Linked DNA regions of Danio rerio: region 2 is linked to region 1. Evidence: chromatin contacts called from public Hi-C data. All regions are on one chromosome and are shown on one strand. The core of a region is the stretch at or near the end of the contact, and the rest is flanking DNA. Distances in the headings are between cores, read along the strand shown.

Region 1 (6,837 bases), core at 2,421-4,920:
GCAGTTTTAAGGCTTAACTAATTAGGTTAACTTGGTTAACCACGCAAGTCATTGGACAACTGTGGTTTGTTCTGTAACCAATAATATTGACCTTTTAAATTTTTTTACATGGTTTCCCACACAAACTAAAAAAATTTACTTTTTCCAGAAGGAAAATCTACCAGATTAAACAATTTTGTCTTCTACTGTACATCCCAGAAAAACAGAAACAATCAAAATAAACAGAAACATAAATGCACTAGCTCATACGGCAATGCTAACAAAGCTGATAATCAAATAACCCAATGAGAACACATTTATCAGATATCAAATTAAGGTTAGGGTTATATCTCATTGCTGAAATTCTTAGTCAAGGTAGATGTGCTTTAAAACAAAGTGCTCATGTAATCATCAGAAAAAGTGCCTAGAACTGAAGATTTATTTTAGACAGAAATCGACAGGGGATTCTGACGTAACACCAGCAGCCTCTGACTGCAAACGCCTTCACTTTGTTCAATGCTTTCGACCCCTTTAAAACCCCAGAGAGTTTGTTTCAACTGGATGTGTTCACCTGCTGGACGAGTGCTGGATCAGACCCAGAATTACACACAACACAAGCTTTCAGAGCCTTTCATTATTAAACAGTTCATAGCTATGGTATATCTTGTGATATTTTCATTGCTGCGTGTTCCCGAGGCTTCTTACATAATCGCTTCACCATGTCACCCAATAGGCTATTTTCTGCCCCTGAGAATATAAGGAGAATTCGAATAGAGAACATGTGTGTAGAGATGTGTCATATTGTCATTTCATTTTGTAACAGTATCAGAATTTCTGTTCTAAAGAAATGCATACTTGAAATACATTACGAAGCCTCTCATATAGAGATCTGGGCAATTTTTAATTTAAATATCAATTCTCACTATTAACTACTGGCTTATTAACCTGCCTATTATTATTTATTAGTACATATAGAGTATGATCTTATTCTACATTTCTAATTCTACCCAATACCTAAACCTAACTAGCTTAATAAGTATTAAAAAGACGCTGATTATGATTGTTTTTTAGCTAAAAGTCATAGTTAATGGTTTGTTAGCCGAAGCACCCGAAGGAAACACACGCCAACACGGGGAGAACATGCAAACTCCACACAGTAATGCCAACTGACCTAGCCGGGACTCAAACCAGTGACCTTCTTGCTCTGAGGTAACAGTGCTAAAAACTGAGACACCATGTCGATACTAAAATCATAACATACTCACTAAATACTATTTGTTTTGTTGTTTTTGTTTTTGTTTTGCACATCCCGAAGCCTAGTTTTCGGTGTTTGCTTATTGGGTGAGTGTGAATCAGATATAACTGACATTTTGTCTGAACTAGTCAACAGTGCATCTCCAAGCAGAGAACAGACTAAATTATTGATTTGAAGAAAGAAGATACAGAGGGAATGTATCGCTGCTCAAAGATACATGAAGAAATGATAGAAAGTTTTAGCAACCATTTGACAACCATTGCACATTTTCACAAACAAAGAAACATAACAATCAGTTTCTTTATATACAGAACAGTTGAAGTCAGAATTATTAGCCCCCTGTTTATTTTTTCCCCCAATTTCAGTTTAATGGAGAGAAGATTTTTTTCAGCACATTTCTGAACATAATAGTTTTAATAACTCATCTCTAATAACTGATTTATTTTACCTTTGCCCTGATGACAGTCAATAATATTTGACTAGATATTCTATGCAGCTTAAAATGACATTTAAAGGCTTAATTAGGTTAATTTGGTTAACTAGGCAGGTTAGGGGAATTAGGCAAGTTATTGTATAGTATAATGACGTTGTTTTCTGGAGACTATTGAAAAAATATAGCTTAAAGGGGCTAACAATTTTGTCTTTAAGGTGGTGTTTAAAACATTTAAAACTGCTTTTATTCTAGCTGAAATAAAACAAAAGACTTTCTATAGAAGAAAAAATATTATCAGACATACTGTGAAAATTTCCTTGCTCTGTTAAAAATCATTTGGGAAATATTTAAAAAATCAAAGAAACCAAAGGGGGCTAATAATTCTGAGTTATTTATTTTTTTATATTTATTTATTATATTTATTATATTTATACATTTTTGTTTATTTTCTTTACTATATGTATGTTTATTTGATCATGTTTAGGCTCATTGGTCAAAATAAACAAATAAAAAACACAAACCATTTGAAATCTTTAATCATTAGCTCATTCTAATAGTCCATACATAAATCTGATTTATGGCCATATATAAACATTTATATATAAAATTATAGCTAATATATTTAACATACAGTACGCACATATTTCTAAATTGAGTGGTTGAAAAAATATATATTTAACTGGCCATTTTTGTAATAATTTGAAATATATGTTGCATATATGACATATTTTATATATGTAAAATCCAAAAATGAACTTGCATGTCTTATTTGCATATATTGTCATATATCTGAGTTAGCATTTTATTTAAAAAAAAAATTTTATACATGTTTAATATGTATTTGATAGATTTTATTTGATAATTACAATTAAACAGTATTTTTTAGAAGTGAGCGACATACTTAATAATGTCAGTTCACACACTGATTAAAAAAAAAATAATTAATTAATTAATTAAAAATATAAATATAAAAAAGTTTAATAAAATAAATAAAAATAAAATAAAAATAAAATAAATTTTCTGTAGTGTAGTGTTTCCCAGAGATGGGTTGCTGCTGGAAGGGCATGCGCTGCGTAAAACATTTGCTGGATAAGTTGGCGGTTCATTCCGCTGTGGCGACCCCAGATTAATAAAAGGACTAAGTTGAAAAGTAAATGAATGAATAAATGATCTAAGAGCCAATCACACAGCAGAAATGTGCAATTTTCGGGCACCAAAAATGTATCTAAAACATGCAATGCCATTTAATGGACCCTCAAATTTTTGTGGCTTCAGTCATTGTTGGGGTAATCTTTTAAATCTGGAAGCATTAACAACTGATATCGAAATAAATAAATATCATTATCGTTTAATATGGAAAATAATTATCCAGATAGCATTTTTGCCATATCGCCGAGCCCTAATTATACAACATTTCAATTTAAATATCTTCAACAACCTCTATTACGTATACTGGCATGAGGGGGGGCGGTATAAACCTGTCAATCAAGATCAACCTGTCAATCACTGTCAATCGACTGACCTGTCAATCACAACGACTAAAAGCAAACCACAACCATCCAAAAAACACCATTTAACCAAAATCCTCCAACATCTGTTCTCTCATTGTAAGCCATTTCATGACATCTTACAAATACATCACAGTCTCCATCGTGTATATATACGTTCAGATTATTTATTACTCATGACCCTAGCAAATTCTGACTTGAAGTGACTTTTATTCAGCCAGCATTATTTCTTTTTGACCGAAATGACCCGTGCTTCTCCTATAAGATAATGAGGTAAAAAAAGTGTCAGTCTTGAAGAAATACTAATTTCGGGTTTGACTGTAACTAACTTCCTTTATCATTGTAATTCTGCTAAACCCAAACAATTCTGTCAGCTGAACAAAAGCCCCAAATCCGGCTGCTCTGCTGTGTTTACTCAGCTGGTAAACATGCAGTGATTAAGGTGTCATTTACCCCGCTTTACAGGCAGAACCTGAATCATCATAAACCCGTGTCACTGTACTACTGTAGTTCATCACAACAGCTGCGCCTCCACCCACTGATACAAATGCAGAGAAACAGACACAAGCTCTCATTGTGGACAGTCATTTTGCTTAGTTTCACTCTGAAATGGGGATTTTAGTGAAACAATCAGGCCTCTGTTGTGCTCATATTAGAGTTTTAAATGGCTGTATTTAAAGATAAGCTATTTGCACTGAAGTATATGCTTGACTGTTTTGATTGCTCTTCTTTCCAGGAGTTTTAATTAAAAGGTTTCTTGATTGACTGCATCAAGTTTAAGATAAAAGAAATCAATATTTAAATTTGAGATCAAGTAAATCAGTCTTATTTTATATTCGGTGACCTTGTACTTACACTGAAATTAATGATTTAGTACATTGTACTTATTGTGCAAATACCTGTTTTTATCCTTAAAGCTATATATCCATACCACCAAATCTGTCCCTAACCCTACCTTAACTGAACCAGGGGTGGACTGACTATAGAGAAAAATTCAGCCCTGGCCCTGTAGCCACACCACACCAACACAACCACCCCATGGACATGCACATTCACTACTTATAATGGTGTACATATGGTGAAATAATATAGGCAGTACCATATCATATGTAATAGATAATTAAACATTTAATGTATGTGACTGGAACAAAAACAACCTGTTTATAACACTATCTGTGAATCTTGTAAAGTCTGTGTAAAGTGCTGTCCCTTTATACCTTCTAATGCCCTCAATAGAAAGACTGAAATTACTATAGAAATGGGCCACTTGTTCAATAAATGCCAAATTCTAGGGACACTCCTAGCAAAGCAAATAAACAAACATTTGTCATGACCTGTCACTCAAAAGCACCTTGCTATTTAGCTGCTTAACTTAAAATATAGCCAAATTACATTTCTTGAAACCTTTCTTTCTGTATAAGCTGTTTACAGTTGAAGTCTGAATTATTTGCCCCCCCCTGTTTATTTTTTTCCCAATTTTCTGTTTAACAGAGAGCAGATTTTTTAAACACATTTCTAAGCATAATAGTTTTAGTAACTCATCTCTAATAACTGATTTATTTTATCTTTGCCATGATGACAGTAAATAATATTTGACTAGATATTTTTCAAGACACTTCTATACAGCTTGAAGTGACATTTAAAGGCTTAACTAGGTTAATTTGGTTAACTAGATAGACTAGGGTAATTAGGCAAGTTATTGTATAACAATGGTTTGTTCTGTAGACTATAGAAAAATATAGCCAAAAGGGGCTAATAATTTTGTCCAAAAAATTGTGTTTAAAAAATTAATAACTGTTTTAATTCTAGTCGAAATAAAACAAATAAGAGTTTCTCCAGAAGAAAAAATATTATCAGACATATACTGTAAAAATGTCCTTGCTCTATTAAACATCATTTGAGAAAAATTTTTAAAAAGACAATAAAATTCAAAGGGGGGCGAATAATTCTGACTTCAGCTGCATTTTGTCATTCTTTTAACAATTAGGCTCACTGTTGATTATACAGATTTATATTTTAAATGCAGACTTTTAAGTAATGAGCTGTTCATCTTCTGTGATTGTGGTCATCTTTTCGTAAAAACAGTGATATTTCAGTTGCATCCACTCCGACATTAAAAAAATATAGTAGTAATTTAAAGCAATACTGTAGTCTTTAGATGCCTATTATAAAAACGGCTATTTAAATTCTATAGTTGCTATGGTATCACAACAATAAGCATAATTCAATGCTGAAAAAATTGTTCAAAACACTATAATATTTACTATAAATTACCATAGTAATTTTTTCTTGAGGTTTTTCACCTATGATGAAAAAAAAACGTGACTGCGATCTCCGTCACTGGTGACATTTCCAGCCAGTAAAACAGCGAGATTTGGGAAGTGTCCGACCGACTTCGGATGCATTTTTTGAGCCCTCCTCTTACTGCAGCCGGCTGCTCCATCAGCTGTTTTCATGCTGTCAGCTTTGCATTTAGTTAAATATATTATTACATAAACTATTAAAACTCAGAACAATGTTTTGTGTCTAATTTGTATGTTTTGTGACTAGTAGCCATGTAATAAGCAGAATAAAGTACATCCAGGACGGCTGTTTTTCTCAGAATAAACCCTTCAATCTTATGCAACAGCGTTTATACTGTTATACTTTAACCCACTTTTACCTGACCAATATTTTAAAGTACGTCCAATAAAAGTATTACTTTAAACAACACCAATGCTTAATCTTCATTACTTTAGTAGCCATTTTTTTACAGACGCACACATATATATATATATATATATATATATATATATATATATATATATATATATATATATATATATATATATATATATATATATATATATATATATATATATATATAAATATTCAGGGCTGTGATTGTGTTTTGTACCTTCTTTCTGTGGAGTAGCAGCTTCTGCATCCATGCCGTCTTTCTCAGCGCTGCATCGGTAGCCCTTCTTCTTGAGGAGGTTGCAGATGAGGATTCCCAGCAGCCCCATCACGCAGAAAACAGGCACCAGAGCAAACACTGCGTACTCCGTAGTTTTCTCCTCTGGAGCCTGAACGCTGGTGGTGTTTCCAGATCCAGCTCCAGCCCTGATGGAGGTGCCCTTAACAACGTTTCGTCTCCGCCGGCTGTGCGGCTCTGCAGATTCAACACAAAACAAGATCTCAATGCTCTTTCTGCTGTATTACTATTTATAATAGCTATTGATTTACAAATAGTGACATTATATTATAATAACACTAGGGTGTAAAACTATGACTCGATCAGATTACCAATAAAAATAAAAATATTGCATAAAATATCAAATAAAATATCGATATCTACATAATTACTTTTATTATTTCATTTTGAAAAAAAAAATACTTTTATTTTAACACTCTCCACTATATTTTATGTTATAATTTTTTTAATTTTTTTTTTTTGGTGGATCATACATGATGCATAATCATCATAATGTAATGTTCTTACTAAAAATAAATCAGCCACATAATACCTCAACATCAATTCATCAATAAATATTCCACTAAATCTAACGTAAAATCATATCACAGAGTTTTTTGAAAGGAAAAGTTCACCCAAAACTGATTACAAATAGTAACAGACTTTTATATTATAATTAGTGGTGTAAGACTATTTTACAAACAAAAAT
Region 2 (5,907 bases), core at 1,160-3,659, 49 kb after region 1:
TTCTTTATTTTGCTGAACATAAGAGAAGTTATTTTAAAGCTAGCTGAAAACCTGTAACCATTGTCTTCCAAAGTAGGGAAAACAAATGGAAGGCAGGTCTCCAGCTTTGTTCAAAATGTCTTTGTTTGTGTTCAACTAAAGAAAGAAACTCATAAAAGTTTGTGATAAGTAAATCGTGAGTAAATGATGACAGAACAGGGTTCAACGCTGACGACATTTTCTACTGGCCCGATTTGACCAGCGGTTCAGATTTTTACTTGCCCTGCCAAAATAAATAAATAAATAGAAAATAGCAATTTCTTAGCCACATATTTTAAATAATGTGTCAAAAATAATGTCTGTGAATCTAGAATTTAAATATTTAAAAAATGTTAAAACATTTAGCAGTAAAATACAGCAGTGTGGAAAATGTGCAGGGATTTTATTGCAAAACAAAAGGTGGCTGACTTAAAAGTGACGGAAAACTATGCAAAACATCACTTCATTTTTTCGTTGTGTTGTACCCATGTAAATGTCCAACACAATCTCACGGCAATTCGTAACTTTTTGAATTAGTGTCTAATTCGTATGAATTCGTCCGATCGAATTCGTACAATTTAGTACGACTTGCTCATCCCCCAATGACAGTTGGGTTTAGGGGTGGGGTTAGGTGCCACGCCTCCTTTTTAAAATTGACAATTTCGTACGACTGAACTCGTACAAATTCGTATGAATTAGACACTAAACTGGCAAAACGTAAAATACTTAAATTTTCTCGTGAGATCAGGCTGAAATGTCTGTTTCCACAACATTAAAAACAGACGTTTTCTTTCAGTCTCATAATTTGATGTTGCTGTCATGTTACAGTCTCTTCACTGTACTGGTTTAAACAAAATTGTGGAAAAAAAAAACGTGCTCACAACATCCAATCAGATAAAAGGAACCAAAAAGCAATATGGTGTTTACGTCTTCACAAAAAAGGTAGCATTCAAAGACTTAAAAGCACAAATTGTTTATAGATTTTAAGACTGTTTGCATGCAATTGACAAATAGTTGCAGGCAGCACTGGCCTGATCGTGCCAGTAACAATTCTCTCTACTGTCCCGAACATCTTCCACGCTGGCCCCGGGCCATCAAGCAGTCCTTACGCCCCATTCACACGGGGCTTCAGCGTCAACGCTTGACTTAAGGCGTGTCTGAAGTTGGGGCTGAAGCAATCGTCATAGAAGCGTCAGCCAATGAAATTCAGTCAGCAATAGGCCACTGTCTAGCTGGTGTATTTGCATACAGCGATCTTATTGGCTGACGCTTCCGTCAAAATAAAAGTTGAGCTAGTCCCAACTTCTGCAGCGAGCAATGCCTCTGAAGCGGCGCCGACGGATCCACAATGCAGTTCAGCAACGCCTGACGTCACCCATTCAAAGTGAATGGGAAGCTTTGACGCTGAAGCCCCGTGTGAATCGGGTGTTATTGTTAAGCCTAAACTATCCCTTTAAGTCATCTAACAGAAAAGCACATCCATCAGAGCTAGAAATTACTTCCAAAATATGTCTGCATCATAATTTAAAATAAATAAATTATAATAAATTATTTAAATAAATAAAAATATACATTAAAAGCAATCACAAAGAAACATCTCAATTTTCTTGTTGAATTGGGAATATTTGTTATCCTTCATAAAAAAAAACATGTTTTCTGATGTTTTTATACATATATCCAAATCTGTCATCATTCCACATATGCAAATATAGTTTAAAATACAGCAGTTTCATTGGTTGTTGTGCATGTTGATGCACTGCAACAAATTACAGACAAATAGTTCCCAATTAAATTTCACATCTTGTTTTTGGCCATGAAACCCTTCCATGCTTAAGTAATTTGTGTTTTATTTGTCATTCATTCATACATTTTCCTTCGGCTTAGTCCCTTATTTATCAGGGGTCGCCACAGCAGAATGAACCGCCAATTAATCCAGCATATGTTTCATGCAGCGGATGCCCAGCCAATTTAGTTTATCCAATTCACGTACACCACATGTTTTTGGACTGTGGGGGAAACCGGAGCACCCATAGGAAACCCACACCAACACCGGGAGAACATGCAAACTCCACACAGAAATGACAATTGACCCAGACAAGACTCAAAGCAGCGACCTTCTTGCTGTGAGGCGACAGTGCTAACCGCTGAGCCACGTGCCACCCCTTCTATAGAAACCTACCAATGTTGTCTTTAAATGTTTAATGAAACGGTAGCTCCTGCAACCCGATAGAGATATCTTGTAGGCTCCCTTTACGCCAGCTACACTGAATAGTGCGTCAGAATAAAACCAGATCTCTCACACAAAGCATGAACTGCAGGATCAGGCCATGAATGTTCATTGCGTGATCACATAAAGCTTTCATTGTGCCCTCACACAACTCGTTCCCTGTGAGTTGATGTGAATCAGTCTTGTGTATTTCATTCAGTTTATATGAGTGATTCAGAGCATATACATGTAGCACTGTTTACACTACAGCTGCATTAGTAAGACTTTTGATTCGAAAAGAAACTAAAACTTGTTTAAAAAGCAGTTTATTATAAATAGAGCACTTTATCCTCTGAAAATGCTGTGCAATGTGTTTAGATTTGTCATTTTATTATGGTTATTTATATTTATTTATAATACAGTATAATAATCTCTAGCTCTTCACCTGAAAAGTAACGACATTTAAAGATAATTATATTGATTATAAAAGTATATGATATTTATAGACAAAAAAACAAACAAAAAAAAAACAAACAAAACTAAAATAGTCATGGAATGGCCTGCACAGTGTCCAGACCTTAATATACTGTATTGCTAGCAATAGCCATTTTATTCTAAAATCAGTGTTTTGTTTTTCTTAATTTTGTGTGCATATTTATTTTCTATCTTTTTATATCTTAATGCAGAGACCAGTCTAATATCTGGAAGATCATTAAAACTTTGATAAACATCAAAACGGTTGGGGGACAAAACTTTTGCACAGTACTGTATACATCACCATTTACACAAAAATAAATAAATCAGTTTTTTTTTATAAATCAAGCATTTTATCGTCTGAAAAAGCTGAAAAAGTATACAGTACTGTGCAAAATGCGTTTACATTTGTCATTTAAATATGATTATTTTTATTTATAATATAGTATAATAATCTCTCGCTCTTGATCTGAAAAGTAACTACATTTAAAGATAATTATATTGATTATAAAATTATATGATATATATATATATATATATATATATATATATATATATATATATATATATATATATATATATATATATATATATATATAAAACTTAATCAATCATGGAATGGCCTCCACAGTGTCCAGACCTTAAAATACTGTAGTTTTGCTAGCAGGAGCCATTTGATTCTGAAATCAGTGTTTTGTTTTTCTTAATTTTATGTGCATATGTCTTTTCTATCTGTTTATATCTTAATGCAGAGACCAGTCTAATATCTGGAAGATCATTAAGACTTTGATAAAACACCAAAACTGTTGGGGGACCAAGACTTTTGCACAGTACTGTACTGTGATTATAATTATTTTTATCAAAAAATAAAAATAAATTGAGAAAATTCCTTACAAACCAAGTACTTTATCCTGCGAGAATGCTGAAAAAGCATACAGTGCTGTGCAAAATGTGTTTGCATTTGTCATTTTAATATAACTATTTATATTTATTTTTAATACAGTATATTAATTTCTCGATCTTCACCTGAAAAGTAATGACATTTAAAGATAATTACATTGATTATAAAAGTATAAGATATTTATAGACAAAAAAAACAACTACAACTGTCATGGAATGGCCTGCACAGTGTCCAGACCCTAATTTACTATAGTATTACTTTTTAATTCTAAAAACAGTGTTTTGGTTCTCCTAGTTTTGTGTGCATATTTTTTTCTATCTGTTTATATCCTAATGCAGAGAACAGTCTAATATCTGGAAGATCATTAAAACTTTAATAAAACACCAACCCTGTTGGGGGACCAAAACTTTTGTATAGGACTGTATATATCACCATTTATACAAAAATAAATAAATCAGTTTTTTTATAAATCAAGCATTTTATTCACTGAGAATACTGAAAAAACATACAGTACTGTGCAAAATGCGTTTAGATTTGTCATTTTAATATGATTATTTTTATTTATAATATAGTATAATAATCTCTCGCTCTTCACCTGAAAAGTAACGACATTTAAAGATAATTATATTGATTATAAAATTATATGATATATATATATATATATATATATATATATATATATATATATATATATATATATATATATATAAATATATATATATATATATATATATATATATATATAAAACTAAATCAATCATGGAATGGCCTCCACAGTGTCCAGACCTTAATATACTGTAGTTTTGCTAGCAGGAGCTCATTTTTATTCTGAAATCAGCGTTTTTGTTCTTAATTTTGTGTGGATATTTCTTTTTTTTATCTGTATATATCTTAATGCAGAGACCAGTTTAATATCGGGAAGGTCATGAAAACTTTGATAAAACACCAAAACTGTTGGGGGACCAAAACTTTTGCACAGTACTGTATATATCACCATTTAGACAAAAATAAATAAACAAATTCGAACAATTCCCTTAGGACCACAATGAAGACTGGACTGGACACTTTCCCAGAGTTTGTGGCTGCAAGGGCATCCACTGGGCAAAACATATGCTGGATGACCCCTGATAAATAAAAGACTAAGCTGAAAGAAAATAAATGAATGAGTAAATAACTGAACTACTTATTTTATAAACTACATGTTGTTATCTTTGCTCTATATTGTTTCGTTGTTATGACATTTTTAAAGTGTAAGAAAATTGATTATTTGACTTTATTTTATATAGAAGTCTCAATTTTGGCAGAATTAGAATCTAAACACTTGTTATTAGCGATAATTGTGCCTGTCATAGGCTACATTAAAGCAAATGATTCATTAACTATAGGATGAATTTTACATTATTTGTTAAAATACCCATTGCATTGTGTTTTATTAACACCTGCCCTTACTCAACCCTAAACCAAACCATAACAATAACGTACAAATAGTAATTATTGTGCAGTATCACAATGTTAGCCTATATCGAAGTGCCTTCAAGTATTCGCTTATTGATGTGAGCACACCCAACAAGTAGTCGCAGCTGTATCCCTTCCCTACTAAACGTTTCTCTCATATTTCCAATAGTGTTTCACAGGACTTCTGTATGACGTTTTTCCCCAACTAATAGCTGTTACAGGTGCGGTTCATCACTACTGTAACCCATAATCTCTGTTAAACCTGGGTTCAACGAGCAATTGTCACAAGGTGCTAATGGATTCCCGATGCTAGCTATAGGGATCGATTAATATGCTAATTAGAGACAGTTCTGGACATTCCAGGAACAGGGTGTTTCTGTCTGGAGTTTCCTACACCTGTAATACACATCTGGGACATTTACCTCACTAGAAACACACTTTTCCACGACACAGGCTTGGCTATTACTCTGTGCTCATGTAATGTCGTAGTATCGTCACGTTTGGTCGCAGTTTCTCTTTTGGCAAAACACTAAATGTCGACGTTACAACCCAAATAAAAATTACTATAATGGTTTATAGTAAATACCACTGCTTTTTTGAACCAAAGGCTACTGTAAGTTATTGTTATTGAGTGGTACAGCATAGACAAACTGTAAAAAAAAAAAGAGTTTAGCGTGCTTACTGCAGTAAAACTGTGAAAATGTAGTTTGGGTAACTTGTTTATACTAGTTGTTGTATTACCATAGTAATTACCCTAGCAGGTCAATTCTACTATAGTAGCCTAGCTATTGAGGTTTCAAAATGAATAGGAACACAAGATTGCAGACTCACACTGTGCATTTCCTGAAGTGAT

What was found. A called contact is a pair of places that touch in the nucleus more often than the background predicts.
Region 2: a contact with region 1 is called in a Hi-C map of an unstated tissue, with 2.4 times the contacts expected there. The contact joins two enhancer-like sites. A contact is called at or near these places in 2 of 18 Hi-C or Micro-C datasets (caudal fin and an unstated tissue).

The regions. Positions count from the first base shown.
Region 1 is chr18:4,632,326-4,639,162 of GRCz12tu, forward strand. relt (RELT TNF receptor) reads right to left here. Exons shown (of 11, transcript NM_207073.2): 6 at 6,072-6,326. All of the region lies in intron 2 of LOC141378793 (a long non-coding RNA gene), which reads left to right. Among named protein-coding and RNA genes, the nearest start is that of p2ry2.3, 35 kb to the left of the region's middle. Within about 2 kb of position 3,671, at least 8 of the 62 cell types and tissues checked have an H3K27ac peak or open chromatin away from gene starts, as enhancers often do. A contact at or near this core is called in caudal fin, where this site is marked.
Region 2 is chr18:4,682,827-4,688,733 of GRCz12tu, forward strand. All of the region lies in intron 2 of LOC141378793 (a long non-coding RNA gene), which reads left to right. Among named protein-coding and RNA genes, the nearest start is that of relt, 7.8 kb to the left of the region's middle. Within about 2 kb of position 2,410, at least 6 of the 62 cell types and tissues checked have an H3K27ac peak or open chromatin away from gene starts, as enhancers often do. A contact at or near this core is called in caudal fin, where this site is marked.